Regions from separate parts of the Mus musculus genome. Here region 1 is linked to region 2. A link is a contact called in public Hi-C data. All regions are on one chromosome and are shown on one strand. Each heading gives the region's core, a stretch centred on a gene start, on an enhancer-like site or on the middle of the called end of the contact. The rest is flanking DNA. Distances are from core to core; before and after follow the strand shown.

What was found. A called contact is a pair of places that touch in the nucleus more often than the background predicts.
Region 1: a Hi-C map of embryonic fibroblasts shows a contact between it and region 2, with 2.9 times the contacts expected there. The contact joins two enhancer-like sites. A contact is called at or near these places in 1 of 15 datasets of contacts at CTCF or cohesin (the NIH/3T3 cell line), 6 of 484 Hi-C or Micro-C datasets (cerebral cortex, cortical neurons, embryonic fibroblasts and 1 more) and 2 of 115 datasets of contacts at active chromatin or transcription factors (the NIH/3T3 cell line and pancreatic cancer cells).

Annotation. Positions count from the first base shown.
Region 1 is chr5:31,982,710-31,985,839 of GRCm38.p6, reverse strand. All of the region lies in intron 7 of Babam2 (BRISC and BRCA1 A complex member 2), which reads right to left. Gm52770 (a long non-coding RNA gene) reads left to right here. Exons shown (of 3, transcript XR_003955739.1): 2 at 2,833-2,984. Among named protein-coding and RNA genes, the nearest start is that of Gm52770, 15 kb to the left of the region's middle. Within about 2 kb of position 1,874, at least 108 of the 459 cell types and tissues checked have an H3K27ac peak or open chromatin away from gene starts, as enhancers often do. A contact at or near this core is called in the NIH/3T3 cell line, embryonic fibroblasts and pancreatic cancer cells, where this site is marked.
Region 2 is chr5:31,749,518-31,752,870 of GRCm38.p6, reverse strand. All of the region lies in intron 3 of Babam2 (BRISC and BRCA1 A complex member 2), which reads right to left. Among named protein-coding and RNA genes, the nearest start is that of Babam2, 53 kb to the right of the region's middle. Within about 2 kb of position 1,715, at least 64 of the 459 cell types and tissues checked have an H3K27ac peak or open chromatin away from gene starts, as enhancers often do. A contact at or near this core is called in the NIH/3T3 cell line, embryonic fibroblasts and pancreatic cancer cells, where this site is marked.

The sequences.
Region 1 (3,130 bases), core at 625-3,124, 230 kb before region 2:
ATGCATAAATCATACATACACATAAGTGTATATGTAAGCACACACGCACATACACACACAAACACATCACACAGACACAAACCCATAGGTACATTAAAACTATTATATGAGATTAATTTCAGGCTCTGTGTATATGGTACATATGAAATATAAATAAATTTCCTGTTAGACTTGCATCCTATCTCAAATATAGACCTTTATGCATATGGAAATATTCTAAAATTTGAAAAACAAACCTGAAACACTCTAGTCCCAAACATTTCAGATAGAGGACACTCTACCTGTGTCAAATGACAATGTTGAACTTCCCAAATAAACATTCAAAGTCTATAAATGTCTGTATTCTTTTCCTCAAATAGTTACTATGGAAAGGAAGATTTTTAAGGGTGTTGGGGTTAGTAAACATTTTTGGTACAGTCAGTTAATAAATATTGCTCTTGCTGCTTTAGAAGATGTGTAAATGAATGTGCATGGCCATGCACCAACGCAACTTTATGACTACAGAAAATTGAATTCCATACAGTTTTTACAAGTTATGAAACATCATTCTTTAAATGCTTTTCTAACCAGAAAAATGCAAAGATTATTCAGAGCTGGTGGGCCACACGTTACCAGCCACTGGCTGGATCTGCCCAGTGCCTATAGCTTGTCTCTTGACTCAGAATGACTTGAGGGTTTTACAGAGGCTGGAAAAAAAAAAAAAAAAACCAAAACAGAAACATCCAGGAGGAAACACAGGCAAAAGCCTAAGATGAGGATGTTAGCAGAAACAAAAGCAGGCCCCTTTGTCAGGTGTCTTTGGTACCCCACTGGGGTAGTTAGTGTCATTCCTCTATCGACTTCTTTAGGCATTGGGTGAGGGGCACATCAGGCACTTCATGAACCGTGGGAGTTCTTACGATCGCATTAGATTGTAACTGTGCAAGAGCGAGCTATTTATATGATTCCGAACGAAGCTTGAGGCATATTCTGGTGTTTTTTACATCTATGTTAGGTGAAAAAGCTGCCTACAGAAGCCTGCCTCCCACCCAAAATACTAGCTGTTAGCTGCTGACTGATCCTCGGCAATATTAAGATGAATCATATATGCTCTTTTCTCAGTGCAAAAAGAGATAATTTTGAAACTCAAAAAATTTCACTTTGGGTAGTCACAAACCACACAGTAGAAAAGCTGTCCAGCCGTAAAGTTGTAAATAAATAGAACCCACTCCTGCGTGGACATCTTTTGCTTCTTTTAAACTGTGACGCTTTTTTAGGCCTCACCTCCTGCATGGTGTTGAAATGATAAAATGTTGCAAGCATGTTCCGTGCCTAGGCCGGAAGGCAGCCTTGGCTTCCCTTCTCTCTTCCCTGGCGCTCCACACCCTTGATCTACAGAACCCACACCCTTTCTCAGGCAGCTGCCTTTTCACCTACCCCAACCAGCCTGTGGCTTTCCTGGCTTGCCCTTGCTTGGTCTATAAGGTGCCAGCTGCTGGCAGAGCCTAGTCGTTTCCTATGACAGAAAAACTCTGTGTTTCTTTCTCCTTATTGTGTGGAGAAGCAGGTATTTTTGGCCTCAATTTCTAAGATCTGTTTTATTTCTCTTGTTACTAAGCAGGTCACTGCCACCCTCATTTTTTGCTGTGTCATCATTTTCCCACATTACCCTGTTTGGCACCGAGGGATGAACCACATCAAATGGAGGAATTGCAACCACACATTGCCTTGAGAAGGAAGCAAGGGAGACCTTAGGGTGTGTGTGTGTGTGTGTGTGTAATGACCATTTTGGGGGCTTGTTCTCCCATAATCAAATCCTGCCTATCTTAACAATGTGGTGGTGTGTCAAAGCATTGGAATTCTGCTTTACTCAGCAACCCAGAACTTTATAGGAAAATGAAGCAACAAAATGTTGGTCTTCCTGTTAACTTGTACTTAGCATGGGACTGTTTGTTTCCCTATGACATTCCAGTCAAATCTCCTAAGTTTCTGGAGCTCTGGGCTATCCACAGAGGCCCATGCAGTGTCCTGACATCCTTAGGCATGGTTCTTTTTTTACTTACTTATTGATGCCAGTGCCTAAACTCATTGGTTCATGTTTTTATTTAACAAACTATCACTTGTACTAAGTAGACAGTCTACCACTAAGCTAGATTCCCACTTTCTTCTAACCTGTCCCGAGAGAAACATCATGCATTAGAAGTGAAAGTCTTAAATCCAATAAACCAAAGAAGCAATTTGCTTGCAAACATTTTAGACACTGCTGGGGACCCAGATCAGTGGGAAGATACTTACCTAGCGAGTATGAACAAGTTTCTGGGTTCTTTAGGCTCTGTTAGGAAACCAAGCTAACCCAAAATGGCTCCATCTATGTTGCTAGCAGCAGTGCAGGTCTGGCTCTGGGACCCTTACAACATGTGAGAATCTGTAGTTAACACAGATGGGCCTGTATCAACTGACGTTTTGCCAGCTAACTAAAAACATGTGCCCAACAAGTAAAGCATCCGGGCACTAACGTAAGATGCCACAATCCCAACTGGGACGTTGAGAAGTCACATTTGATATCTTTAGGATACTGTGCTAGGGCTGATGTTTAATGACAGCTGGCTCGTGCTCATCAGCATGGAAAACAGCACTTAGAGGCGGAGCACGTGCAGTGATTTGATCTTTGTGACTAACATGGGCAATTAAGCAGTTCATAAAATGAATGTCGGTATTTTTGCTGTTGTTTTGGTTTGGCGTGCATGCAGTTTTGGCTAATGTTGGAATTAGCCTTTCTTGAACATCATCTGTAGAATGTGTATAAGCTGTCTGTAGTACCAGGCAGTGAGCCTCTACTTCCTTCTGTCCCAGATTAGCACACCCAGGTAATACAAACGCCTTCCAGAGATTCTCTTGGAGCCGAAGGAGACAAATCTGTAGCTAGTTCTGCTGCAGATCCAGAGGACCAACTATCCAACGGGTGCCCAGCATGAGAAACACTGTCAAGCACACAGAAGGAGAAGGTACCCATCTAGTCTTCTCAGTTAACAAGCAATTGGTGTTCTCCAGCGCGGATGTTCAGCAGTCCTGATCCACCTTTATGAGCCAAATTATCCATATAATTTTATTTGCCTATTGACCTCCCTGCTCCCATTTCAAGCCCCTTATG
Region 2 (3,353 bases), core at 466-2,965:
TACTGCATACACAGGGTATGTCTACCATACACCATGACAGCCTCAGTGATCAGTGATCTTGTGTCATGTAATAATGTATATTATTCCTGTGTCTGCAGAATTAGTTTGTTAGAAGTAACTCATGCATCAAACTCCTCCGAACCTTGAATGTAAGTTTCTTCTCTGCATGCCATCCCAAGAGCACTGTCAGGATTTGGGCTGTTTCTACAGTGCTGTCTAATGTCCATAAAGTGGATATAAAATCTACCTTCAGCACAATTTCTTTGGGCTATTTCCCCCATGGAGGGGCAGAGCTTCCCTTTCCTTTCCTTCCCTTTCCCCTTCCCCTTCCCTTCCCCTTCCCTTCCCTCCCCTCCCCTTCCCTCCTCTTCCCTTTGTTAGGAGCTATGATGCAAGACCACAGTTACACTTCATATGCTACTGGACCCTGCTAAAGACAGGCTTCTCTCTCATAGAAATGAAAAGAATAGCCTGGAGTACAAAGAGCCTGTGCCACGACAGACAGCTCAGGGTGCTATGTTAAATAAAGTAACTCGCTCATGAGTTGGTATCCCCTTTATTAAACAGGTTCTTTTCTTTGGTGGACTAAGATTAAAAAAAGCAATTACTAGTCTACAGGAAGAAATCAGTTGCCAAAATCTAGCTTTCAACTCACAGAAAGCTAGATGTTCCCTTTTCTAATTCCCATCCACTATGGCAAGATACTGAGAAACGACTAAAGTGATGTTTCTCTCATCTTAAAGGGTGAAGAGGGTACTTTAACCACTTCTGTGTTCATTATAGTTTGAAAACTGTGAGGCAAATACTCAAGAAATTCACTCAGGTAAAGAGACTTAACAGATGCCAGTAACAGGAGCAGAAGTTCTGAGTGCTGAAAGAAACAGAAGAATTAAGTAGGCAACAATATGGCCTAATTAATTAGACTGAAGCTTAAAATCAAACACTCTAAGCAAAGCAAAATCCTGTTGTCCCTCTAAAGACTTCATCTGCACTGGGGAGAGGACTTCCACTCTTCACAGATGTTCTACTGCACACATCTGCATCATGGGAAAACAAGGCCAGACTTAGAGGTGACAAGAAAGATCACTTGCATTTTTGCCCTAGTCCAGCAATATGGGCAGAGTTCTTTCAAACTGCTACCTATCCAAAGCCTTTATAATTTGCCAAAGTTTGAAGTAATTTGTTCTTTCAAAGGAAGAAAGCAACAACAAGAAACAATAGTGTGTTTCCTGCCTTATGAAGAATACAACAGAGCTTCCCAACTGCACGTCCTAGAGACACATGCCAATTGCCTCACATGTACAGGAAAGCAGCTACTGATAGAGGACCAAACAGAATGGTCTACACAGGGAGGACAGAGCACAGAGCACACACGAACTGCCAGATTTCACCCCTGAGGCTGGCACATACACATTCCAGAAGGCTGGGGATCCTGGACCTTTGACAACCAAATTCCATCATCTTTCTCTGAGAGAACAGTTATCTTTCCAGAAGATGCATCAGAGAAATGCTACCCAGAGCCTTGCCAGGCCTATCTGCACTTAGTGGTCCTGGCCCTGCTTCCATTGTTCTTCCGTCTGTGTTGAGCCTCCATCTGAGACCATGCAGAACCACCTGAGCAAGAATCATGTTTGCCTGCACGCACCAACATGATCTCAGCCATGAGCCCACGATATGCCATGTGTGAGTCACAGGCAGTGATGATGGTAAAAAGAAAAACTAATATTTGGAGTTCACCAAATAATGAGTCACGCTCCTGGGAGAAAAGGAATCCTTACAGCTGGCAGCTCCTTAGTATGAAATTTTTAAATTGTTGTAACATTAATATTAATTCCATGAAAGCTGGCAAGAAGGAAATGAGTGAGAAATGCAGTATTTGGTTGCCTGGTACCATGTAAAGCCCAGTTCATGCTCCAAGAACAAGAATGAGAAGGACATCGACTGCCTACTCCTGACGTGCGTGCCTCCCACACTCACCCTGACAAGCTGCTCCATCTCCCACACAACACTTCCATACTAATTTTGACCCTCATGAGTTAAAAAGAAGTCTTGCTTTCTCGGTACCCAAATGCCAAGTGGGATCTTGTGGGCTCTCACCTTTATAAAGGGAATGTTTGAAAACAGGCCCCTTTGGCTGTGACATCAGTGAGTTGCTGAGGCCTGCAAGGGCCGGAGGAAAGATTCCCAGTCCCTCGCAGCGCTGCCGCACTCCTACGGTACAATCTGGCAATGGCCAGGGACCAAAGCTTTAAAGCTGTTTTATGGTATTTAACATATGGTCATAAATTGCTCAGTGCTCTAAAGAGGGGCTAAATTTGCCACCCCTATTGATGAGACATGTTCTTATTTATTTAAATTTAGTGGCAAACTGGCATTTCTCCAGAAGGAGAGGGTTAGGCACAAGTACAAAGAAAGAACTAATGAGAGCTGGTTTGCAGCTCTGCTATGTACTGAACACAACCACTATCAAGCAGGGGCTTACCATGAGAAAAACAATAATAGGGACAGATTCCAATGTCTAAGGCCCAAGGAGGGGGAGGAGTACAGATTTGATTCGGAATACATTTTTTATTTTTTTCAGAATACATTTAAAAACTTTTAATCATTTTCTCTTTTTCCTCCAACAAGGGCTGTCTACCCATCTCTCTGTTGCCTCTGCCTCTTTATTCTCCTCACAAATTAGAGATCCTTGGTCTTTACTTGAAATCTCTGTAATTCCCTAGAATATCCCAAATCTTGCAAGCATTTTCTGATTTTGCCATATTTTTGGCTAAGTTTTTTTTAATGGATATAATTCTCCATCTCTAAAAATATAATCCTACCAAGATATTAAGTTCCCTTCCCTCTACAAGTCAGCAATCATATAGCATTTGAGTGTGTGGAGGGTGTATGCAAATGATATTAACAGGGATGGTGTCAACAGGTAAATACCAAAGCAGCGTCACCAGTGAATTCGGTTTTATATCTATACGGTGATTATCTTGCTTAGATCTGGGATGTGAAAGGGATTTCTACAAGCTGGAGGTTCGGCAGCAGTCTGGGAACAGTCTTTTTAAAACTCTACTAAGAAAGATTAGGCTGTTTATATCACACAAAAGTCTTTCTTTATAATTTTAAAATAGAGAAGATCCATACATGGCCCAGAAAGGAAAATCTGCATATAGACAGGAATAGAGACAGCAATTATCAATGTACACAAGTTAGTATGAATGTCATATGCTAGAAACTAGGAAGTGGGATATATTTCTCAGGAGGATGAAATATGTCATCTCAGCCATGTTCCCCCAAGGCAGACCAATGATCCAGTGATCAAGGAGATTAGATCATGCCATGAAAAGACTGCTGCTGTGAAA